Linked DNA regions of Mus musculus: all the other regions are linked to region 3. A link is a contact called in public promoter capture Hi-C data. All regions are on one chromosome and are shown on one strand. Each heading gives the region's core, a stretch centred on a gene start, on an enhancer-like site or on the middle of the called end of the contact. The rest is flanking DNA. Distances are from core to core; before and after follow the strand shown.

Region 1 (3,433 bases), core at 337-2,836, 2.5 Mb after region 3:
TTGTGCATATGTTGTTGCCATCTTGTATGATGGTGCACCACATGGTTACCCTGGAGACCAGAAGATGTTATTGGTTCCCTGGAACTGCAGTTATAGACAATTATGAACCACTGTGTGCCTGGTGGGGGCTGAACAATGTTCCTTTGCTAGAGAAACAAGTGCCTCTATTTAAAAAATAAATTATTTTTGATAATCTTAGGTAGCACACGTAACCTTAAATTTGACATTTTCTTTTAAATAGGTCTGTTTGATAAATATATTAAATATAAATGTGTATATGTATATATTAAATGCATGCATGTGTGACCTGTGATATAAGCATTTTGCTGTATCACCTCTACCTTCTAAGAAACGGGATCTAAGGTACAAGAAAATGTACTTTTCACACCATAAAATGTAAAATGACATGTTCTTAGTTTCCTGAACATTAATGGCATTGACTAGAAAGTGTCCATATTATTGTAATTATAGTTAGATAATACATAGAAAATACTGGTATTATGATAATGTAGTTTAAAGCCCATGCTTCTTAGGTATAGATTTGAATGCTGTAAGTCAGTCTCCAGCACACAAATCAATTTGACTGAAGTGTGGCAAAAACAGCACAAAGGACAGAGTGAGCAAAGGCTGTATACAAAGCACGGGGTGAGCAGCTGGCTGTATACAAATGCCATGGGGAGCAGACTGTTGTATACAATCACAAGACCTTTAGTGAGCCACATTTCTTCAACCCCATCTCTCAATCTTTCCACACAATACAAATACCTGGGCAACTTATCTCTCCTTTCACAAAAGGAGTCCAAATTTCTGACATCGCAGTCTCTGGTGCAATTGTATGTGGTAATATTCTCTAGTATTTTCCACTCTGCAGTGTTGTAGGATCAGTGATAGCTGGGAAGGTACAAAGCTCAGAGTGCCCCCTCGATGAGAATTTTTTTTTTTTTTTTTTTTTGCCTCATACAGGTGTGTGAATGTGAGGGTTCTGTCACAGTGGGTAAAGGAGTGATTCCTATCCAAAGTGAGCCGCCCTGAAAACAATTTATCACAAAGAAAACGGGACGAACATCCCATACACCAAACTCCCCCGCCAGAACTCACTGTCCTGGAAACTATGAGCCACACGAACTCAAAACAAGAGTCCTGGGCCTGTCATAGAATATGGGAGGGCTCAGAAAAACCCACTTGCTCTAGATTTCCTGAGGGATCTGACAACAGCAATGTGAAAGCTAGTAACAGCAAGCTTCCCCAGCCAAGGTGCTGTGTGAGCTTTCATCACAGCCTGTCTCTGGCATGGTCAGCCAAGCCACCCCTAAGCCTAGATCTGCACTGCACATCCAAATGGGCTTCTCTCCGCCTCCTGCCCAGCCCTCCCCCGCTCCCTGCACGCCGGACCCGCCTACCCGCAGAGTTCCTGGATTTGCAAGTCTAGGCTGCACCCGGGACCAACCTTCATGTTAAGCGCGAAGAACAAGCCACACTGTCCCAACTTTGAGAACACCGCAGAGTTTGGAGAATCACAAACGTAAAAAGAACCCGGAAGCACAGAGAGCAGAGTCCTGTCTAGCGGGGTCATACAGAAAGAGAGAGAGAGACTACATTTCCCAGAAGTCTACGCGAAGGACTACCCGGAACCAAAGAAGGCAAAGAATTTAAAGCGCATGGATTGTATGTAACTGGAATTAGGCTGCTTTTAAAAATCCCAAATTTACAAAGGGCATTTTGAGAATATGAGTCCAGCCTTTAACGGTAATATGTATTAGATTTACTTCTTACTCTGATCAATGCTGTGACTTAAAAAGCTCAGGGGTTCCTAGAATCTTATGGGGGGCAGAAAAAAAATCACATTGAGTCAATTTTACTTTAAAATAACGGAGCAAGAAGCTACTTTAGGGCACACCACAAACTCTTTAGGATAGTTTTTGAAACCAAGTTTCCTGGAAATATTCTGAAATCTCAGCTACTCTGGGGTTTGAGACAGAAGAATCACAAGTCTATGTCCCAAATTACACAGTACCAAAAGAGATGGGGGCTACTCACTGGTGAAGCACTTGCCTGGAGTGAAGGAGGCCTTGGTTTAATACCCATTATGACACTAAATCAAAGAGGAAAAAAAAATAACCGAACAGATTTGATGTGTACACTGAAATCCACGGTTTGGGGCGTGGACTAGGGAACACAGATGTCTCTTACCTATAAGTCCCAGAAACCCTTTGAGATTTTCATCTGTCCTTAGTCCCCTTGTCCACACGTTCCTCCGATATCCGTGTAAACAATTTAACATTTGAGAGAGCTTCACCAGATTCTCTTTCACAATCTCATACAACTATTCACCACCAAATGTTCTTCCTGGCTCCTCTCCCAGTTAGAGGAAAACTGGTCTTGGAATCAGTATGGTGTGTGAACTGACTCCTGACCCACTATCCAACACTCATCATAAGATTTCTCTCTGTATTACTTCGGATCTGCCCTATTCAACTTCCAGTCTCTTTCTGGACTCCTTACATTACTCCCATTCATGTGGAAGTACTTAAAGGTTCTTTTGTTTTGTTTTGTTTTTTGCTTGAAGTTCACTCTATTCCCTCATCTCATAACACAGGAATGAATCTTCCTTTAATACAAAGGTATCAGAAATATGTTCCTGATCATACAGAATGAACTCATTGCAAGAAAGGGGCTGGACTGACACCACGGAGTGATGGGACTCCCTATCTCGTGTGTATGTATTCCTGTACTGGTAACATCTGAGACCCAACGATAAACCCCACGAGAGGAAAGAGTTTGTTTTCGTGCCATGGTCACTGATTCACAATGAGATTACTTCTTGGATGAGAGAGTGGGAAGATCAGATTGTTCTTTTTTTGTTTCATCACCAGAAAGAAATTGTGCTGGGTTTTATATCAATTTGACACAAGCTAAAGTCATCAGAGGAGGAAGCCTCAGTGAGAAAAAGCCTCTATATGGTTGGGCTGTGGGCAAGCCTGTAGGGCATTTCATCTTCACAATAAGTAATAGATGTAGGAGGGCCTAGGATGTTGTGGGTGGTGCCAACCTTGGGCTGGGGTCCTGGGTTCTCTAAGAATCAGGCTGAGTAAGCAACACCTCTCCATGGCCTTGCATCTGCTCCTGCTTCCAGATTCCTGCCCTGTTTGAGGTTCTGTCTTGGCTTTCTCCAATGGACAGTAGTCCAGGATATGTAAACCAAATAAACCCTCTTGTCCCCGTGATTGCTATTCTTGACACTTGACTACTTTCTGGAATTAACTGGATTCCGGAAATGGAGGATACCCTGTGAGGGATTTTTCTGCTTGGTTTGAAGTCAGTGGTTTCGCTTCTAGTCCAGTCTTTTGAGATAGGGAGGCACATGACTTTGATCCCAACCTTGAGCTGGGAAGATACACCTTTCATCTGGACCACACCGTCTTCTCAAATCCTA
Region 2 (3,407 bases), core at 317-2,816, 2.4 Mb before region 3:
ACATATCAGTCTCTCATTGCTCGTAGGAAAAAAATTTTTTTAAGTATGATATTTGTTAAGAAAGTATACCGATAACCTGAAAACCCAGGTTCCATTCAGTTGTGTGAAAACCAGTTAGGTCCCAAACATGTTGCTCAGGCCAGAACAAAGTACAGAAGTGTTGTGTAGTTTAAAAAATGAAGGTGTTCTGAGACTCCATGTTTCTTCATTTGCTCCTACCTACAGTACAAAATATGGACCATAGCATTAAAATCACCCACCATGCCTTGAATCCCCACTCAGGAGGCAGAGGCAGGTAGATAACCCCTGAGTTCAAGGCCAACTTGGTCTACTCACAGTGAGTTCCAGGACAGTAGAAGCTACATCGTGAGAACCTGTTTCTAACCCTAACCTTACATAGTGGACCTACATAGTGAGACCATGTCTCAATAAATACATAAACTTCTTCTTCATCTTCTTCCTCCTCCTCCCCCTTATCATCATCACCATCATCTACCACAGGGAACTTTTCTTATTCAAGGAGGGTCTGCATAACAAAGTCCCCAGATGGTTCAGGGGAAGGAGATTGGATTCTTGGCTTTATCAAAAGCAGTCTACTACTTCTGCTCTGTCTTTAAGCTCTTAATAATTGGGCAAGATCTGCTCCTAGCATTAATGCAAACAGGGAGAGATTTTGGTGCTCAGGAGGTGAGTCTACAGCTGGCTCCAGAAAGAGGGAGCGCCCGGAATACTGTGTGGCGGCTCCCTTCCAGACTGATAAGTGGTGGGATACTCTTTATGGGGCTTGTCTAGGTTAGGGATGATACTGAATTAGAAGCTGAATTTGGGATTTCAATTTCCAAGGAGAGTAACAGAGGTTAAAAGAGAAATGGGGAGAAAGGCGCAGGTATTGGCACTTTAGAGAGTCCCGGGTGGGCAGCTGGTAAGTCACTCACTTATACCAGGAATCTGGGAGGAGCGAAAAGGAGAGTTGAGACCAGAAGAGATCCGGCAATTGTGCACCAGGAGAAGGGAACGAGGGCTGTGTGCAGCAGAGCAGAATCTTAACTGTCAGATGCGACACTGGCAACCAGACCCATCAGGACCCAGCAGGGGTCCAGAGAAGCAGACCCCAGTCGTTCTAACGGATAAGATGCGGCAGCCAGAGGCCTAACTCACAGCTGTGCGATGCCCGCCTGGCGCACCGCAGACGAGATGGCTTTGATCGCGGTGCAGAGCGAATTCAGCAGCTGGGTCAACTCCCCCGTGCCCTGAGCCTTCCTGCCCTGCTCCATGACGAAGCGGGTCAGGGTGCTGATATCCGTTTCGAAGGGCGCATGGTTCGCCATTGCTGGGGTCTGGCGCAGGTGCTGGCTAAAGGTGCTGACTAAAGGTGCAGGCAGGTGGAGCCCACAGGTGATAGTCACAGCGGGAAGACTGAAAGCCGTTCAGTGTCTGCAGAAACTCAATGAACTTGAGTCCTGGGGGAGCCTATAGTCTCCAGGTCTCCGCCCCCCTGTCCCAGGAAACACCCCCTTGCTCCCTTCCTCTACCAACTGCCATTCTGCCCGCTGGCCAAGGTCCTCCTAGCCTCTCCCTCCCTCCGTTCCATGCACCCTCCCCTAGATGCCAAGCTGACAACGCTACTTCCTCCTCTGTTGCCCCACCGCCCACCTTGCCTCTGGGCTACCTGCATGGTTATCTCCTCCAATGCCCGCTATAACCTGCCAGAGAGGAAGGCATGATGGACTCCTCCTCCCATAACCCTTCCCCCGTCCCACCCACCCACCTGCTTAAAATACTAAGCAAATTCAGGGAGGTTGAGTAACTAGTTCAGGGAAAGCCGCACTTGAGCCTGAGGTGGCTTGGTTTCGATCCCTACCCACTGCTCTTCCTGAACCATCACTGTCTCTTCTGACCCATCTCCTGGGAAATGGATTCTCCCATCCACATCCACTCTGAATCCTTAATTGTTGCCTCCTCCCAGTTTCTAGAGTTGGAGAACTGTTGGGAACCTTAGTTTCTAAGTGTCTTCCGCAGAGAAAACTAATGCAGACACAAACAGCTATTCTCTGAAGTCAGGCTGTTCCGCAGCCAGCGTCCTTACCCGTGCCTGTTCTAGCTGTCACAAGTCATAGGCTGATTTGTAGAACAATTAATTACTGAGCAGGTACTGTGCACCAGGACACCGGCTTTCTTTGAGGTCAGAGCCCAAGGAGTACAAACTCCTGCCCTTCTTGAGTGTAAGATTGACAAGTAACAAAAAGAAACAAAAACATACCATGGATCAGTTTGCTACAGGAGCCACTTTGGCATAGAGAATCATGAAAAGAGAAAGATAAATAGAGAATGCTGGGAAGAGTAAACTGGGGTGTCAGGGAAAAGTTCACTGGGAAAATAATATTTGAGCAAAAAGCTGAAGGATGCAAGAGAAGAACCAGAGTGGACTTGTCTGTGGGACTGGTTAGCCAGCCAGGCTAGTGCAATCAGCTAGCACCAAGCTTATCAGAGACCATCTCTCAAAACAAGGTAGACAGTGCCCAAGGAACAGCGCCCAAGGCTCACATGTGTACCCGACAGCCACACAGACACCAGGAAAGAAAGGAGAAAAGAGAGAGAAGGATGATATTATGACAGATCTCACAAACCATAGCAAAACACTTGTGGGTTCTATTCACAGTGCTGGAAGAACCTGTGGAGGGTTTTAAGCTGGAAAGCTATGACTTGCTCTGTTCTACATGATGAAGGAACAGACTGCAGAAGGTCAAGAGCTGAAGCTGGGAGAGCTAGCAGCGTGCCTTCCATCTAGCCTGTTTGTGTTCCCTGTCTGATGTACAAAGATTGCTATCAAACTGGCTTGAAGCTTCCGGCCCTGCCCTGGGCCCACTGCTCCTTGGCACTCTCTTCCAGGATCACCCTCTCTGGGCACACTGCCTCTTGGCATGCCCTCCACTGCCACCCCCTTTTTCTCAAATTCCTCTTCTTCACCTACCTGCCCCACCCTGTGCTCCAGTGACTCATTTTCTTAAGAAATGACCCTCTCCTCCCTGAAAAAGACAATATTGAACAGTCTGATGGTCACACCAGGGTGGGATGGAGGATGCTGAGCCATAATACAGTAGCAATAATGAGCTCAACAAAGTCCACAGAGATCCCTGAGGCTGAGATGGCCCTCAGGGATCTAAGCTGGCTTCACTGGGGTAGTCAAGATGCTACATACCAGGTTCACATGTCATCCTCTGGGGGCTGCCCTGGGAGGGAACCTGACACAGGAGGGGTGACAGTCTCTGCCTTCAGCACTGTTTAACCCAGCAGTCCCAGAAGCTATAGAAGTTGTTGTTCTTGAGGAACTGGGTGGTACCTGCAACACTCATTGTCATCACCAACAGAGAGGCCTGGCTGTCTGTACCTTGTGGCTGTCCTATGCT
Region 3 (3,331 bases), core at 270-2,769:
GAACAAACAAGGCAATAAACAAGGTCCCGTGGTATTCAGGGACTTACAAGATGATCAAGATCTTGAGCCTACTTTCTTGTCCTAGCCCAAAGTCAAATTCTTGCCTGAGCCTACTTCTGTGTTCTAGTCTAATGTCAAATTTCTGCCAAATTCCTAGAAGCTGCCCTAAGAGCTCTCCATATGCATGGATATTTACAGTTAGCCTCCCTGGGACTGAGGGTAATTTTAATTCTCCTCATACATCTCTGATCCTCCGTGTCCCTTTGTAACTGGTCTTTGCTACTTTGTCGGTTCTCTTTTTCCTCCCATTATTATCCTTACCCCCCTTTCTACCCCCTAACACTAGACAGGAAAGGAACAAGAGTAGAGGGGAGAGAGTGATTAGGAAGATCCCCGAATCTGATTTCTTTTCTCTTGCTTCTCCTTTGGCCTCAGCTACTAACAAACTACAACCAACCTCCTCCCTATACAACCAACAACTGGCCCACCCCAGCCCCCAGCCTATCGGGCTCTAACATTTATATACCCTCTGAAAAGTTCCCAGAGTTCCAAATATAACACAATTACCAAAACTCTGCTGCAGACAGAACCGCGATTCTGCTAGAGCACAAGGCAAATAAATCATGGTCAGTTGCTTCAGGCAGTCGGAAGCAGCCCTACGTCCCTATACCCGGAATCAAAATAAAAGCACCTTCTTATAATATTTGGTTTTTTTTTTTTTCAAGAAACCAAAATTCTAGAATTTTCACTACATCCCTTCCTCTGCTGGGGAAAACTGGAGAGGACATTTAGTGTAGCCTACCATATCCTTCAAGTCCACCAGGTCTCCACACTTACCACCTAAACGTTGTAAGACCATACAACCCTGCCTAAACCATACAACCCTGCTCACTCTACAGATCTGGACGCAAACGCCTGTCCTCTCATAGAAACGAGTAAAATTTTAATTCCAATGCCTAATGGCTTTCTGTTTCTACGGTTTAGTCCTTTCTTCCTCTCCCTTTAAGGACACCGCTGAAACTACAGCACGATTGCATTCTTTTCTCCTTCCCCTAAGGAAACTCGGTTAAATGACTTTGTCTTCTCTTGCCTTCGACCCACAGCCAGTCCCCATCCGGGTCCCTCCCCTCTACACTAGTCGAGCTGTGTATTCTGTGTGTCCCCTCCTTCCGCCCTCCTTCCGCCCTCCTTACTCTGCTACAAGGCGAGCATCCCCCAGCCGATCTAACACCAGCACTTCTTCCGGTTTGTCCAAGTTCATTTGCTCCTGTTAGTGGGTTCGACTCCCTCCTAGTCTCGGTCTCTGTCCACGGAGATGCTTAGCATCTTAGTAGCCTCCTTCAAAGGCTTCATCCTAGTTCTTTAGCAGCCAGTAGCAGACGCTTACGGACTTCGGCTTAGCCTGCCAACAGGAAGGACGCCAACAGATTGCCGCCGCTCGACGTCCGCGGGGGCGCCTGGGAGTTGTAGTCCGGACCAGCGAGCCGACTCAGGGGCTAGACCGACAGGCAAGAGCCATTGTGTTTATCGCAAGCACTCGTAACGCTGCGTGAAAGCCCGTCGGGGACAACTCCTATCTTCTGTTTCATTTGCAGCCTCCGGAGTCCAGTGTCGGCTTCGTTAGTGGCTCCACTTCTATGGACCCCGGAGAAGGTGTGTAGTCGTGGGTCCGGATCCTGAGGAGGCATCCCGTTCTAGATGGGGAACACGGTTTAAGAAAACCGACCGCATTCTGGATTGGAGGACATCAACCATCCCCTCTCGGTTAGAGGGGAACCTGTTTTGTAAGCTTATGGGAGTCGGGGAGAGGACTCACTGGGCACTTGGCAATTTTGGGGCGGACTGGTTATGTCCTGCAGAGGTCGGAATATGGGCAGAAGTGGGGGAGCCACTGGGCACATTCCTTAGTGCCTCTTCCACCTTCAGGACGATCAGCATTCTGCCTCCTACCGCTAGAGAACACTGAGGACAGTATGGCTTCCACGCTTCCAACAACCTGGCCCCATGTGAGTAAAGGCTTCTTTTCAGCTTTTGTGACGGCTCAGGGGCCGGCTAGTGGTGAGATGTTTGCTCTCAAATACCCTAGAGTTACGGGAGGAGTTGAAGGACTGCCCAAGAGGGGGGTTAGAATAGAAGAAACAAACAAACCGATTTCTGAACTGGAACTGGCAAGCCAGATTGAGGCAAGCCAGATTGAAGCTTTTCAATTCAAAAACAAAAAATGTTTCTATTACATTTATTTTGTGTGTGGGTATGCACATGTGTGCTATTGCCTGCTTGTGGGCACCTTTCCGGATTGCTACCCTTCTTTCAACATGAGTCCTGGAGATCAATCAAACTCAGGCTTGGTAGCCTTTACCCACTGAGCCATCTCACCAGTCCTTTTCAACTTTTTTTTTTTTTTTTTTTAAAGCTGGGGATCTGGCCAGGCTTTGGTGGCACAAGCCTTTAATCCCAGCACTTGGGAGGCAGAGGCAGGCCCGATTTCTGAGTTTGAGGCCAGCCTGGTCTACAGAGTGAGTTCCAGGACAGCCAGGGCTATACAGAGAAACCCTATCTCGACAGAACAACAACAACAACAACAAAAGCTGGGGATCTGGTTGAGAGAAACTGACAGGTGTTAGAAGATAAGAGGCTCATGTTTAGTTTTCAGCAGCTACTTTAAAGAAGTGATAATTCAAAAACAAGAAAAGAGGTATAGATGGGAGCCAACAGTCCTATCCCCTGGTTAGTGAGAAATGAACAGGTTTTCATAGACCACAGTCTCACTTGTCCCCTGATTAGTGTCAGACCGATTTGCTCAAGGATTCAGACAAAGGAACATGAGATAAGTAAAATGTAGCTGGGTCATCTTGCTCAGCCTTTCTATTTTTCTGACACCATGGAAGAGGAAAACCTGCGGCTGAACTGCATCTTATGGCTTTTAGGAATCTGTGAAGTTTGAAGATGTATCACTGAGATTTACCGAGGAAGAGTGGGCACTGCTAGATCGCCAACAGAAGTGCCTGTACAGGGAAATCATGATGGAGAACCTCAATAACATGATTTCAGTAGGTAAGCCAGGCTCCACTTTAATAAACACTTGTTTGGGTGGGTGCAGCACGCTTTTAATTCCAGGACTTCAGAGGTGGAGGAGGATTAGAAGTTCAATGCCAGGCTTGACTCTACCTGCCCCCACCCAACTCTGACATTTTCTTTTTTTTTTAAATTTTTTATTAGATATTTTCTTCATTTACCCCTGTACCCTCCCCTCACCCTGCTCCCCTACCCACTCACTCCCACTTCTTGGCCATGGGATTCTCCTGTACTGAGGCATAAAAAGTTTGCAAGA
Region 4 (3,265 bases), core at 285-2,784, 2.3 Mb after region 3:
ACAGACTCAAGAACAGAAATCTTTATAAACCAAAAGGAGAAAAATGACAAAAATCCGTGCTTCACATTTTTTATTCCTCCCATCCAAATCTATACAAATACCTTCCGTATCTTCTCTCCATGTTAACCAACAGATGTCACACAGATCACCAGGGGATGGTGAGCATCATCATCGCCATCCTGCAAACTTTCCTATCAGAGTCTTTGTAAGGACGACATGTGTAATACAACAACGTCACTATATGTGAGTTTCTAAAATGAGTAATTCCTTCCCTCATATTTTCACTTGTACAAACAAAAGACTATGTGAGCAGCCCACTGTGAAAAAACTACAGGATCCCGAGTGAACCATAGCTCTTAAAGTCATCTCTTACTCTTTTGACCCAGTATAAAAACTTGGGAGAAACGGTTCCGGACGAACTGTTTAAGGGCACTCGTGGAACACAGATCCCACAACTAGTGACAGTTTTAGACACAGTATGCAGTGGACAACGACGGGAGAAAACCATGGGATCGATCAGAGAGCACTGTAAGCATCCGGTCAGGTAGGCAGGACTATTTCTCTTTCCCAGAGAAACTCAAGCACCTCTGTCCCCTTACAGTCAATCCCTAGACACCCTTGTAGCCTCTAGCCAACTCATCTCCCACAAACTAATGGCATCATAATTCCCAATGGAATTGGATGAGTTATTCTTCTCCAGTACAGTGCAGGATCAGTAATTTCTTGTTTTGCAAAGCTAGAATCTTTTCCTTTAGGGGATCATTCTAGCTCTGCATGGGGGTGTTAGTCTGAGGATTCAGGTCACAGCAGTGATCATTAAGTATTCCTATTTAAAACGGCAGTCCATAAATCTCTGTTCCAATGAAAATGGGATTAACATCCCATGCATCAATCTCTCTCGCAAAACTCTCCGTCCTTGGAAACTAGTAACTCTATGAACTTCTATCAATACAAACTAAAAGTATTAGGCCGGCTATAAAGTACAGGAGGGGCCAGATCTCCACTTGGTCTAGGTGTCCTGAGAAAACTGACAAGCGCGGGGAAGGCGTGGGTCCATAGCCAATCTGAGATGTATGAGTCCACCACCACCACTTCCAGGTACAGGTTACGAGCAGACCCGCCTGTCCGAGCAATCCTGGATTTTCATATTCCCAATTCCTTTCTTACCAATACAGCCTCTATAAGAGACCCAGGCAGCTACTCTGAGCTCACAAGAGCGTTCACTTCCAGCACCAACCGCATGCCCTCTCCCCGGCCCCAGCAGGCTTCCAGACGCTGTGGCCCAGCCTAGGTCAGCAGGGCTCCACCAAGTCTGTTCTTCCCGCCTCCGGGCCACCCCTCCTCCGCCGCCTCCGGGCCGGACCCGCCCTCGGTCCCTCCGACCTGCAGCGGTACGCGACACCCTGGACCAACCTCCATGTCAGCGATGCAAGCCGAGCGCGGAGCAGGACCAGAGAATCGCCCAACTTTGAGAGAAAATGCACTAGTGCAGTCGCAATGCGGAAGTGCCGTTTCCACAATGGCTCCTTGTGAAGCGATCCAACGGAAGACTACACTTCCCACAAGTCTGTGCGACGAGGCGCCAGGAAAACAGGCTGGTGACGTGTGTGTTTCCTGTGTTTCTTCACCTCTGCAGGTGAGGATGGATGGGAACGCGAGCATTTTTTGCACTGGGACAGCCATAGGGAGTCGGGCTGCTTTTAAAATCCCGGGTTCACTACCGGAGATGTTTGAATGTGAGTCGAGCCTTTGACTCTAATGTTTGCTGATTATTTCTGGTCAATCTGTACTGATTTAAAACTCAAAGTCTACTTATTATGAGGTTTATTCCATATGTAAAATTCACGTTGACTCAATTTAACTTTAAAATAAATCAGCAAAAAATTGTATGGAAATGACCACTTTCTGTTAAGATGATTTTACAATCAGCCTATTTGTCACTCCGTGTCTTCGCAGATGCTCAGGAGCTTAAGACAGAAGGATGCCAAATCCAAGGATAACCTGGGCAAAAGGTACAAACTACAAAAAAGGGTTACTGAGCATCTTAGGGGTAAAGTCCCTGCTTGCCTGGGATGAAGAAGGCTTTAGTTATAAATACACCACTACAATAGACAATCTCGTCCTGTAGTTAAATAAAATAACCAGTTTGCCACAGCTGGAAAAAAAGTCTTAGTGTGAACATTGGAATCCATACAGTGTAGTGCACAGGTCAAGGTGCACAGATATGATTTAAAATTATAGAACAAAATTAAAAGCCCAGCTCTCTAGAATTCACTTGTAAAGAACTCAGAGAATCTAACTGGGAACATAGAAATAATGAATGAATGAATAAAGATAGATTGGCACCATTGGGACCTCCTATCTCCTCGTAAATATCTAGTGCTGTACTGGTCATGCCAAAGACCAAAGAACAAACCTTTTTAGAAAGAAGAGTCTGGACTCGTGACGGACAGTGGTTCACAAGGAAGCTAAATCTCAGCTGAGAAGGAAAGTCTTTTTTTTTTTTTTTTTTTTTTAATAAGAAACTTGTGTCCTGCCGGGCAGTGGTGGCGCATGCCTTTTATCCCAGCACTTGGGAGGCAAAGGCAGACAGATTTCTGAGTTGGAGGCCAGCCTGGTCTACACAGTGAGTTCCAGGACAGCCAGGGCTATACAGAGAAACCCTGTCTCGAAAAACCAAAAAAAAAAAAAAAAAAAAAAAAAAAAAAAAAAAAAAAAAGAAAGAAAGAAAGAAAGAAAGAAAGAAAGAAAGAAAGAAACTTACTTGTGTCCTTTTTTATTCTTCCCTGAAATGTTTAAGAAGGAGTTTTAATAACTGGTTGGGGAGGGTGGTTGGAGAGATGGCTCAGCGGTTAAGAGCACTGACTGATCTTCCAGAGGTCCTGAGGTCAATTCCAGCAATCACGTGGTAGCTTACAACTATCTGTGGATCCCAATCCAGTGCCCTCTTCTGGTGTGTCTGAAGACAGCTATGGTGTACTCATATAGAAAAAAATAAAAATAACTATTAGGTGACACAAATGCCAATATTTCTATAGATAAGAATGAATAATACAGTCTCTGCAAATATGAATTCAATTTGGAGAGAAGAGTGTGATTAAGAAGTCTCAGGGTTTACAAATATTTGGGCCTTAGTGATGAAAGCACACAGTCAGGTACAGGGTATTTGGTCCTTTTTGCTTTCATTTTAGAAGGACATAACTTCTAAAAACAACACCCATCTCCTTCACACAAATGACCACTTTCTGAGAGAATCATTTATCCA
Region 5 (3,488 bases), core at 950-3,449, 2.5 Mb after region 3:
TTTCCAGTGATGGCCGACTAGGCCACTTGATGGTCATCCTATGGTACAGGCATATCCAAAATGATGTGGTCTTCTGCTGCACGGACTCTTCCTTCTGATAGTGCTTTGTGCTTTGGTTTCTGACATGATGCTCCCAGGAATAAATATTCCTGCTAGGAGTTAGGAGGACTCAATACTCTGTAATGCCAATCTGGCTTTTTCCAATGAACTCACTTGATAGTCCTAGGAAGCTATTTCTGATAGCCTTGCATCCAGGGAAGAATCGTTCCTCTGTCCTGATTTGGAGGAACTGAGGGAAGTTTGAGGCATATGCTCTTGACTTTCTAACCATTGTCATATAGGAATAATTTCAGGATCCGAAAAGAAAGGAAACTGATGATGGCAGATCAAGCAAGCCTCTGCATGGGGAATTCCAATCGATGATGGAACAGGAGTCATTGCACACACAGTATGATCCCTGGAACTGTGTCCCTCCACTTGGGAGAGGAGCAGGGGAAGTAAGCATGAGCTCCTAGCACACCTGCTAGTGAATACTGTTGGGTTTGGGGTGGAAGCTGAGAAAACTCACTTCAGATATGAAAACTTAAAAAATGAAGCTTTATTTTCAGAGCCTCGAGGAGGCAGTCACTTTGGAATCTGAACTGCCTCCCAAAGGGAGTTTGAACAACATTTTTAAAGGATGGGAACACAAAACAGGGGGGACCAGGGGAGGGGAGCTGCACTTTTAACCAATTGTATTTTGACATTATGGGTTAAACAAAGGAGTACCATTGGAGACTGGGCGGTATCCAGGGCACTTGGCTTCAAGGTCCTTAATTCGTTCTCCTAGACATTAGGTCTGGAGTGGTTAGGAGCTTAGAGTGCTAAGGAGACAAAGGACTGGGTCAGCTGTATGTAGTATATATGTGTGTGTGTAAAACCATGGTTTAAATAATAGCAATCTCTCTCTCTCTACACACACACACACACACACACACACAGCTGTTAACAAATTAAGAAAACATTTGGAAAAGTGAGTGATAGCTGTTCTTTACGGGCCTGGGAACATGAACTTGTATGACCCTGCCAGCAAGATGGAGAAGTTGCCCTTGAGATGGCTGGACTCAGACAACTGTTTAAAACAGAAGCTATTCAGCTATACGGAAGTCCCCAGCTCCCCTAGGGCCTGGAACTATGAATTTAGTTTCTCTCTAGAATTTAATGAAATCTGAAAGTGAAATCGTCATAGTACTTAGAATACGTTTCTTTTCTTGTCCCCAACAATACTTGCCTGCATTCATGAAAAACCAGGTAGAAGAGGATGAAGCTCTTGTATAGCACAAATTAGTGGATGAACATGTGTGCACTCTACTTACAGACAGACCAAAAAAAGATCCTGAGATAAATTCAGGATTTCTTCGTAAGTTAACATCAGAGAGCTGGATGTTTAACTTTGTCCAATGATTTAAAACAGCTGTGTCCCTGATCCATGCCCTTCACTGTATGGAAGTTTCCAGTGTTCACATGAAAACGTTATCCAGTTGTGGAGTCTTATCCATGTATGGCTCACACAGGTGAACAAGGAGTAGTTATGCATATGTAATGCTTGGTATTAAGCCAAGCCTCCACTGTAGTCAAGGGCTTTACCCCTTGCTCCCTAACCCTACTTGTACATTGTATTTTGAAACAAGGTCTCTTTATTTGGCCCAGGTTAGCCTTGGATTTGGGATCCTCCTGTCTTAAGTTCCTGAGCAGTTCGACTACAAGGAAGGTCACATATAGTTATTTTATAGTAATATTGAATCAGTGTGAACTTTACATGTAGAAGATTCCATAATAAGTACACTTTTGAGTTTAAATCGCAACATATTGAACAGAAATAAGTTGCAAACCTATTAAAGGTTACTGCCAAAGGCTCAATTTACATTTAAACGTGTCCTGTACTGAATTCAGCATTTCCCCCCCCTCTCTGTGTAGCCCTGGCTGTCCTGGAACTCACTCCATAGACCAGGCTAGCCTCGAACTCAGAGCCTGTCTCTGCCTCCCAAGTGCTGGGATTAAAAGCTAGCGCCGCCACCACTGCCCGGTTTAAATTTAGCATTTTAAAAGCCAACTGGCTCCCTGTGGTTGTACCAGGACACAAACTGACTGCTTCCTCCCAACCCCTTACACTCTAAGGGATTTCTTTCGCATAGAGTTGTGGGAAATGTAGTCTTGCCCATATGACGTCACAAGGAGCCAGTCAGGAAACCACGTTTCTACTCTCGGTCTGCATAGTTGCATCTTTCCCAAAGTTGAGCAAGAAAAAGGTCTTGCTCAGTACTCGGTTTGCATCTCTCACATGGAGGTTCGTCCAGGGTGCAACGCTGCCCTGCAGGCGTGAGGGTCCGCGTGGTGATGGGTCCGGAATGGATGGCGAGGGTTTGTGGATGGGAGGTGGGAAGAAGCGGACTTGGGGGTGCTGTGCTGACCTAGGCTGGACCAACCCCACGTTGGATCCAGGTCAGAGCTGCGGAAAGGGCAATGGGGTCGGCTCTGAGAGTGACCGTTTTGCTTGCACGAGGCTACTGCTGGAGTCCACCCTGCGCAGGAGAGCTGGCTCAGGACCCAGGAGTGAGAACTGCTGGAAGTCCTGGCAGGTTTCACCCTGACTGGTGTCTGATGACAGCCTGAGGCTATGACTGGGAGCGCACTCTCCTGCTTGGCTGGGGAAACTCTGCTCTCTAGCTGACTCAGGCTCACATGGTTGTAGTCAGATTTCTCAGGAAATCTAGAACCAACTGGGTGTGTGGTGCTTTCTTTACTTTATAGCTGGCCCAGGACTCTTGGAGTTGACAAAAGTTCATAACCTTGTTTATTTGCAAGTGAAGGGAGTTTTGGGAGGGCGGTTGGTGTTTGGAATGTTGGTTCCATTTTCTTGGTAATGAACTGTTAGATTTATGAACTATTTTGAATAGAAGTCCTTCGCGATCACTGTTGTGACGTCAACCCCAAGACTAACACTCCTATATGAATGAGGGCAGAATAGTCCCTTAAAGGGAAAGATTTGAGTTTTGTGTCAACCAAGTAGTTCACTCTGTAGTGTAGAGTGAAAAGTACTAGAAAATAATAGATCAGCCAGTACCTTCGGAGACTGCGTTTGGACTCCTTTTCAAAATGGAGAAACAAATTGGTGTGAGAATAGGCGTGGGTACAGGGCTGTTGGTTACAGGTGAGAGGGGGCTGAAATGTCTCTGGGGGAGGAAATAATACTGCATCCTAAGAGGTCGGTCTTCATCGCTCTTTAATGGCCAGCTGTTCTGTCTTTGCATATCATCTGCAGTGTCTAAACTCACCTAAACCAACTCTTATCGAAGAATGTGGCATCTAGGTTCCCTAACCCTCCCCAAACAGTTCTAGACAAACTCACCCAAGTACTTACAGTGTGTCAGAGAGACAAAAAGATGGAATTGAGGAGCTCTGATCACTCAGGGCCCTGTGACTGGCACCTTGTAAGCACCTTAATGAAG
Region 6 (3,369 bases), core at 836-3,335, 2.5 Mb after region 3:
CATATGGTAAGTGCCCTTGTTAGGGTTACTATTGCTGTGATGAAATACCATGACCATAAATCAAGTTGTGGAGGAAAGGGTTTATTTTTTTTTAGAGTTGCATATGGTAGTCTGTGGGCTTGTGTACTGTAGTCTTTCCACAGAGGTCACCCTGCTGGGTGCAAGGGTTCAAGCAAAAGTGAGAGAATGGGAGCAGGAAGGGGGAGTCATTTCCTCTGCCTCTGCTGCTGCAGCTGGATCCACCTCTGTCTTCAGCATTGCAGTCTCAGTTGCTCCATGTTACCCTACACTGAGTCAGGCCAGGCTGGTCTCACTAGCCAGCAAGGAGTGTGAGGGAGGTTCAGGTGGCATTTTGGGAGAGCAGACCTCTTGCCACACCACCTCCAGTAGGATCTGTGTTACAAGTTCCACAGACTAAGGCAATTGACCTCAAAAGGGGGAGGCCTCCTGGAACCAGTTGTTGAACTCTTCACCAGAGAAAAAATTTTGAGTCGTAGTTCTCATGTCAATCTATCTGTTTTGTTTTCTCTTATTCCTTTTCTTATTTATATGTTCCTGGTAGCCTAGGCCAAGATCTTAAGTGAGAATAATGGGTAAGAAATAATCCCTAGAGATTGGGCCACTAACATGACCTTAACCCCAGGGAAACCAACACTTTACTTTCTAAATCATTTACAAAATTATTATGATAAAAACTTTCCCAACAATAAAATTTCATATGGCTACACATGTGTCATCGGAGGTGGATTTTGGTATATGTTAAAGAAAGCCTTAATTAGGAAGAATTAAAGTAGTTTAAATTTATACACTGAAGATTATAAAAAATCAGGCACTAGATGTTAAATAATTCCATGGGGCTGGAAAGTTAGTTTAGCACTGATCATTAAAGATTTATTAACCTGCTCCTAGAAATATGCCACTAGCTTTGGACGGCAGCCCCCACTGGATACATCCTTTTAGAATTGTTATATTTTGATGATTTATGATGATGTTACCTGTTCTGTTTGCAATGCACTGAATACATGGTTTCAGAGTTGTAATGCTTGGATGATTTTTCTACTTTACTGTGCCAAATGATTTTTGTTGGTATCTGTGAATGTTTCATTTGGATGTAGTTTCTAAGAGATGTAATGTTTAGTTTTTTAATGTATAATATCTCCTGCTTGAGAGCTGCAGAATACACTCAGATTCAAACTGCCTATGTGTTTGTTTCTATTTGTCACTGTCAAAACCTTATCCACCTAGCTTCAAGGACCCTCATTCCAGGGACCCTCATACTTGACTGTGGTGCTCCGCGGCAATCTCTTATGATAGAAATCCTATGATGAGTGATGAATAGTGTGTCAAGAGTCAGTTCACTGGCCATATTGAGCCCAAGATCAGTTTTCCTCCCATTGAGAGTAGAGCCAGGAGCTGGAAGAACATCTGGTGGTGAATAGTTGTGTGAGATTGTGAAAGAGAATCCGGTAAAGCTCTGGCACAGCTCTCTCAAATATTAAATTGTTTACACGGATTAATTGAGGAACGTGTGGACAAGGGACTAAGGACAGAAGAAAATCTCAAAGGGTTTCTGGGGCTTATCGGTAAGAGATATCTGTGTTTCCTAGCCCATATCCGCCCCAAACTGTGGATTTCAGTGTACACACCAAAATTGTTCTGTTTTTTGTTTTTGTTCTCCTCTTTGATTTAGTGTCATAATGGATGTTAAACCTAGGCCTCCTTTACTCCAGGCAAGTGCTTCACCAGTGAGTAGCCCCCCATCTCTTTTGGTAGTGTGTAATTTGGGACATAGACTTGTGATTCTTCTGTCTCAAACCCCTGAGCTTTTTAAGACACAGCATTGATCAGAGTAAGAAGTAAACTTAATACACATTACTGTAAAAGGCTGCACTCATATTCGCAAATTGCCCTTTGTAAATTTGGGATTTTTAAAGGAGCCTAATTCCAGTTAAATACAATCCATGACCTATAAACCCTCTGACTTCTTTGGTTCAGGGCAGTCCTTCGCATAGACTTCTGGGAAATGTAGTTTCTCTCTGCATGACCCCGCTAGACAGGACTCTGCTCTCTGTGCTTCCGGGTTCATTTTGCATTTGTGATTCTCCAAACTCTGCGGCGTTCTCAAAGTTCGGACAGTGTGGCTTGTTCTTCGCGCTTAACATGGAGGTTGGTCCCGGGTGCAGCCTAGACTTGCAAACCTCATGAACTCTGAGGTTGGGCGGGTCCGGCGTGCAGGGAGCCGGTGAGGGCTGGGCGGGAGGCGGAGAGAAGCCCACTTGGATGTGCAATGCAGATCTAGGCTTGGCCAGAGTGCAGGGGTGGGGCGCACGCACGGTGCCAGGAGCGAATGCTCTGTTAGGACGGAGCGACTGCCAGAGTCAATCATGTGTTTCAGGGACCTGAGAGGTGGCCTGCTAGTGCAAGAATGGAGATCGGAAAGCTTGAATCCTGTCTAGTGACGTCATGATTAGAGGGACTGCATTTCCCACAAGTCTATGCGAAGATCTCCAAAAGAGCGCTATTGCCCAAGGCTTTTCAATACCTTTAGGCTACTTTTAAAATACCAGATTTAAAGAGGTTGTTGTAGGAATATGATTCCACCTTTCAATGTCACTGTGTATTGAGTTTACGTCTTACTTTGATCGATATGTTGTGACTTTAAAAGCTCAGGTGTACCTAGAATCGTATGGCAGGAGGGAAAATGCACATTGACACAATTTTACCTTATGATAATGGAGCAAGGAGCTACACTGAGACACACCACATGGCTAGAGCAGGGTGGCTTGGCTGATCGTGCGGAAGCAGGCTATGATGAGAGCGCACACAGCCCCTTGGCTGGGGAAGCTTGCTGTTACTAGCTTTCACATTGCTATTGTCAGATCCCTCAGGAAATCTAGAGCAAGTGGGTTTTTCTGAGCCCTCCCATATTCTATGACAGGCCCAGGACTCTGGTTTTGAGTTCGTGTGGCTCATAGTTTCCAGGACAGGGAGTTCTGCGGGGGAGTTTGGTGTATGGGATGTTCGTCCCGTTTTCTTTGTGATAAATTGTTAGTTTTCAGGGCGGCTCACTTTGGATAGGAATCACTCCTTTACCCACTGTGACAGAACCCTCACATTCACACACCTGTATGAGGCAAAAAAAAAACAAAAAACAAAAACAAAAACAAAAAAAACAAAAAACAAAAAACAAAAAAACAAAACCAAAACCAAAACCTCATAGAGGGGGCGCTCTGAGCTTTGTACCTTCCCAGCTATCACTGATCCTATAGTACAGACTGGAAAATACTAGAAGATATTAACTCATAAAATTGCACCAGAGACTGCGATGTAAGAAATTTGTTTTCTTGTGGAAAGATTGAGAGATGAAGT
Region 7 (3,602 bases), core at 548-3,047, 2.5 Mb after region 3:
TGAAGCCCATACTTCCTTAGAGTCAGCTTCAATGCCATGAGCCAGGCTCACTAATTCTTGATTTGACTGAAGAGTGACAATATAAGCAAGATCACCTGAGATAGGGGGAGGGGCTGTGGAGGAGAAACCCTGAAAAAGCAAACACAAAAACAAAAAAAAAAAATGAGTGTCTGACTGTGAATGCAAAACTCTTGTAAGGGGTCTGTGTGTGCAGAGACTGGTGGCCCATGTGGAAGTTCACGGAGGGGCAGAGCCTGGAATTCTGCAGGTTCAGGGTTGGCTGCCTTACCTTGGGCTGGTTTTCTCTTCAAGGGCAGTCATTACCTTACTCTGTAGTGGACCACACAGCTTGTGACAATAGTTTAAAAGAAACTCCCAGAATCCACTGACTAGGCAGAACATGAGCTTCTATCAGTCCAAAAGCTAAAATCTCATCAAATGGTATCTTTGGTGAATAGAACATCTCCCATGTCTCACAGTACATACCTCTATCAGACTCACATCAATGTATTTTAAAATTTACTTGGCTAATGACATTATTTGTTCTGTAAAACCATGAAACTGCTTCCAAGTTGGAGTATGGAATTTTCACTAAACTAAATCTGTCTTCTCAGATCATGGCCAATTAAATGGCTCTGGGCTAAACTATTCTCTTAACCCTTCAAGAGGAGAACTGTGCATTTTGCATGAACAGGAACCTACTATGTGTAAACCTTAAGACCCCCAAGTGTGCTACAGCTTTTGAAATTTATCTTACAGTCTCTCAAAGACAGTACAAAAACTTGGGGAATCCTTTCTAGAACTATCCAGGAAGCATCAGTAAACCAGAAAGCCACATTGAGGGACAGAGTACTTTTAGAAGAGATTAGTCACTGCTGATAATGTGAACAGACAGAAGTAAATCATGTGGTAAGAGAACAATGTTCAGAGCCTGGCCTATTAGCAGAGATATTTTCTCCCTTCCCTTTCAGGCATTCCAGCCCCTCCCTGCGATCTTTCTCTCATCACACAAGTGTACTATCCTATCAGAAATGCAGTCCAAATTTTGAAAAAATAAATATACTCAGATAGTATTATTGGGGCACTGCTGTCTAGTGATTTTAAGCTTAAGTGTAAAATCCATAATTATTTGGATTGTGCCAACATAAGTTCAAAACAATTCCAAGATTATTCTGTAGCTACATAGCCTTGTATTGTGACGACTCAGGTCACAGAGGTGTACATTAGGAATTCCTACTCAACCCGAGGCATCCATAAATCTAACAATTCATTCCAAAAGAAAAGAAACTAACATCCCACACAACAGTCGCCCTCACAAGACTCTCTGTCCCTGGAACTTCCGGAAGTTCTGTAAGTGCTGGGACTCAGACTACAATCACATGAGTAAGGGTCAGCTAGGCAGAGCAAAGTAGAATGCTCCCTTCAGCATCTCCGCACAGGCAGTCAGCAGACCCAGCCTGCCCTTGCCATCCCCTTGTCTCTAACATTCTTCCCGGCCAATCCTGCTCCTAGGGGCAGTGGCCCATCCTAGGTCAACACAGTACCTCCAGGTCGGCGGCCCCCTCGCCCCCCGCCCCCCCCCCCCCCCCGTCTCCCAACCAGCCTGAGCCAGCTCCCTCCGCGCCTGACCCGCCATCCTGCACAGTCCCTCAGATCTGTACGACCGCACTGCTCCCTGCACCAACCTCCATGTCAGGGATCCAAACCCAAGACACTCGATTAACTTTGGGGAGAAGCAAGGTTTAAGAACGAATCCGGAAGTTTGGTACCAACGGCCCCTTCTGGAGTCGTCATAATTGTTGGGACTACATCTCCCACAAATCAGTGTAAAGGACTTCCAGGAACACACCAAAGGAGTTCGGTGCACTGCCTGGGTACCTGCCTAAGTGTGAGCAAGTGAAATTGGAAAGAAACAGGCACATGGGCAGCCACAGGGCATTCGGGCTCTTTTGAAGTGCTGTGGTCTCAGCAAGGGATGTTAGCCTGTGAGTCGAGCCTTTCTCAGTAATGTTAATTATACATGCTAGTTATTTCTGCTAAAACGTGATTTTAAAGCTCAAATCTACTTATGAAATCATACTAACACATGGGAAATCATGCTTTCATGGTCTGCTTTACTTAAAAATAAGGAAGCAGGAAGGTAATGTAGGACTGAGCATTTCTTTAATGAAACCACGCTTGGTGATCCCGCCTGACATGCAGCATCTCAGGTGCTTAAGACAGAAGAACAGGAAATCAAAACTAGTCACCACCGGGTGTTCTCTGAGCACAGGCTTTCCTCCTCCCCATCTCCCAGCAGGAGGCGCAGAGCTCCTGGGATCACACTGGTGAGTCTACTGACTTTTGGTACACTGTGCACTATAGGATTTCCCTTGTTCCCTTTGATGTTCCTTATAGAATTTCCTCTCTCTCCTGATCATGCCATCATTCATGTTTCAGACTATTTAATATTTGGTATCTGTCTTGAACTTCCCTCACTTCTTTAGGAAAGTTTATTCCTGTGCAGTTCATGCTTGAGACAAAGGTATGAACCCCATCCATCACAAGGAAGATTTCATGTTTCTGTGATGCATTCTGATTCACAGGGAAACTGATTCAGAACAGAGACTATGTGAAGTTCCTATCAATTCTTGTATTCCAGGCAGTGTGTTAACCCAGGGATACAGCTCCACTTAGAGAAACTAGAGTCAAGCAGTACATTCACCTGAACACTTGATTGGCATGTCTGTTTAGAATGAGGTCATGACTAGTCTGTACTCCTCCTGAATGCTGCAGTGAAGGGCACTGTCATCAACCATAAGGCCTTAGCATTTCTGGACATGTCTAGGATTCCAGTGTACATGTGCATGTGCGTGTGTGTGCATGTATGTTTGTGTCTGTTACATGTAAACCTACCTGAGAGGGCACTGACTCCTCTGGGAGGTGCTGATCTGTGAGGATGCAGCATTCACCCTCAACTGTTCTGCAGTTTCCATTTCCTCCTAGTGGGATTGGTTAATTCAAGAGGAAGAGGAGGAACTAATATGGTATAGGAACAAAACGAACATGCAGAACCTAACTGAACATACAGGAAGCCCCATTTAGCATGATATTAGGGGCCCAGGCATACTTAGGGAGAGTTTACCACAGTCTGATTCTCAGGCCTTATATGTTTCCTTAGACCATGTTGGCAGTTTCAACTTTATCAGACATACTATCATTTTATAAAAACTTGATTATTTTAGTTTCACCCATACAAACATTCTGGATTAGCTGTGAGATTTGACCAAATTCCTCTAAAATCTATGTTCACTTACAGTAAGCGAAGGAGATTGTTATGTAGTTGAGAGTAGGTAATATTCTTACAGAGCATGAGTTTGTTTTCTAATAATACTGTCCTTGCCCAGGTGACTATGGCATGAGAGAAGGTTCCTGCACAAACGTGGACAAAAGAACGTATGCTAAAAGAAGGAACATTCATAATGTCCATTTGCCAGAGATCCTTAGGTCTGAGTCCTCTGAGATTAACTCCCGTAGGCAAAGAATGATGGGTTTCTGGACAAATGGCTCTTGCCTGACAGCCTGTCTTGTTAAACTACTTGATAGCATAATGCTTCTGCTTG

What was found. Promoter capture Hi-C pulls out the DNA fragments that hold promoters and counts their contacts. Capture Hi-C pulls out chosen DNA fragments and counts their contacts.
Region 1: a promoter capture Hi-C map of liver shows a contact between it and region 3, with 8 times the contacts expected there. The contact joins the promoter of Zfp85 here to the promoter of Zfp369 in region 3. A contact is called at or near these places in 4 of 39 promoter capture datasets (hippocampal neurons, liver and pre-B cells), 2 of 115 datasets of contacts at active chromatin or transcription factors (embryonic limb bud and thymic regulatory T cells) and 1 of 9 other capture datasets (liver).
Region 2: a contact with region 3 is called in a promoter capture Hi-C map of second pharyngeal arch cranial neural crest. The contact joins the promoter of Fbp1 here to the promoter of Zfp369 in region 3. A contact is called at or near these places in 2 of 39 promoter capture datasets (pre-B cells and second pharyngeal arch cranial neural crest).
Region 4: a contact with region 3 is called in a promoter capture Hi-C map of liver, with 3 times the contacts expected there. The contact joins the promoter of Zfp748 here to the promoter of Zfp369 in region 3. A contact is called at or near these places in 4 of 39 promoter capture datasets (hippocampal neurons, liver and pre-B cells), 2 of 484 Hi-C or Micro-C datasets (B cells and CD4 T cells), 2 of 115 datasets of contacts at active chromatin or transcription factors (regulatory T cell precursor and thymic regulatory T cells) and 1 of 9 other capture datasets (liver).
Region 5: a contact with region 3 is called in a promoter capture Hi-C map of pre-B cells, with 9 times the contacts expected there. The contact joins the promoter of Zfp493 here to the promoter of Zfp369 in region 3. A contact is called at or near these places in 4 of 39 promoter capture datasets (hippocampal neurons, liver and pre-B cells) and 1 of 115 datasets of contacts at active chromatin or transcription factors (regulatory T cell precursor).
Region 6: a promoter capture Hi-C map of liver shows a contact between it and region 3, with 4 times the contacts expected there. The contact joins the promoter of Zfp273 here to the promoter of Zfp369 in region 3. A contact is called at or near these places in 2 of 484 Hi-C or Micro-C datasets (muscle stem cells and pre-B cells) and 2 of 9 other capture datasets (adipose tissue and liver).
Region 7: a promoter capture Hi-C map of pre-B cells shows a contact between it and region 3, with 12 times the contacts expected there. The contact joins the promoter of Zfp65 here to the promoter of Zfp369 in region 3. A contact is called at or near these places in 4 of 39 promoter capture datasets (hippocampal neurons, liver and pre-B cells), 1 of 484 Hi-C or Micro-C datasets (CD8 T cells), 3 of 115 datasets of contacts at active chromatin or transcription factors (astrocytes, kidney and thymic regulatory T cells) and 1 of 9 other capture datasets (liver).

Annotation. Positions count from the first base shown.
Region 1 is chr13:67,753,616-67,757,048 of GRCm38.p6, forward strand. Zfp85 (zinc finger protein 85) reads right to left here and starts at 1,587. Exons shown (of 4, transcript NM_001001130.3): 1 at 1,448-1,587. The coding sequence starts at 1,453. Zfp85os (zinc finger protein 85, opposite strand) reads left to right here. Exons shown (of 3, transcript NR_027969.1): 3 at 964-3,223.
Region 2 is chr13:62,886,716-62,890,122 of GRCm38.p6, forward strand. It overlaps Fbp1 (fructose bisphosphatase 1), which reads right to left and starts at 1,567. Exons shown (of 7, transcript NM_019395.3): 1 at 1,159-1,567. The coding sequence starts at 1,328.
Region 3 is chr13:65,277,335-65,280,665 of GRCm38.p6, forward strand. Zfp369 (zinc finger protein 369) reads left to right here and starts at 1,520. Exons shown (of 8, transcript NM_178364.5): 1 at 1,520-1,653; 2 at 1,927-2,006; 3 at 2,928-3,054. The coding sequence starts at 1,638.
Region 4 is chr13:67,551,618-67,554,882 of GRCm38.p6, forward strand. It overlaps Zfp748 (zinc finger protein 748), which reads right to left and starts at 1,535. Exons shown (of 4, transcript NM_001035231.3): 1 at 1,414-1,535. The coding sequence starts at 1,419. 9430065F17Rik (RIKEN cDNA 9430065F17 gene) reads left to right here and starts at 1,585. Exons shown (of 5, transcript NR_131100.1): 1 at 1,585-1,636; 2 at 1,957-2,012.
Region 5 is chr13:67,777,494-67,780,981 of GRCm38.p6, forward strand. It overlaps Zfp493 (zinc finger protein 493), which reads left to right and starts at 2,200. Exons shown (of 4, transcript NM_028402.2): 1 at 2,200-2,326. The coding sequence starts at 2,321.
Region 6 is chr13:67,811,731-67,815,099 of GRCm38.p6, forward strand. It overlaps Zfp273 (zinc finger protein 273), which reads left to right and starts at 2,086. Exons shown (of 4, transcript NM_198322.3): 1 at 2,086-2,166. The coding sequence starts at 2,161. All of the region lies in intron 2 of 4930525G20Rik (RIKEN cDNA 4930525G20 gene), which reads right to left.
Region 7 is chr13:67,727,376-67,730,977 of GRCm38.p6, forward strand. It overlaps Zfp65 (zinc finger protein 65), which reads right to left and starts at 1,798. Exons shown (of 4, transcript NM_145622.2): 1 at 1,686-1,798. The coding sequence starts at 1,691. Zfp85os (zinc finger protein 85, opposite strand) reads left to right here and starts at 1,887. Exons shown (of 3, transcript NR_027969.1): 1 at 1,887-2,327.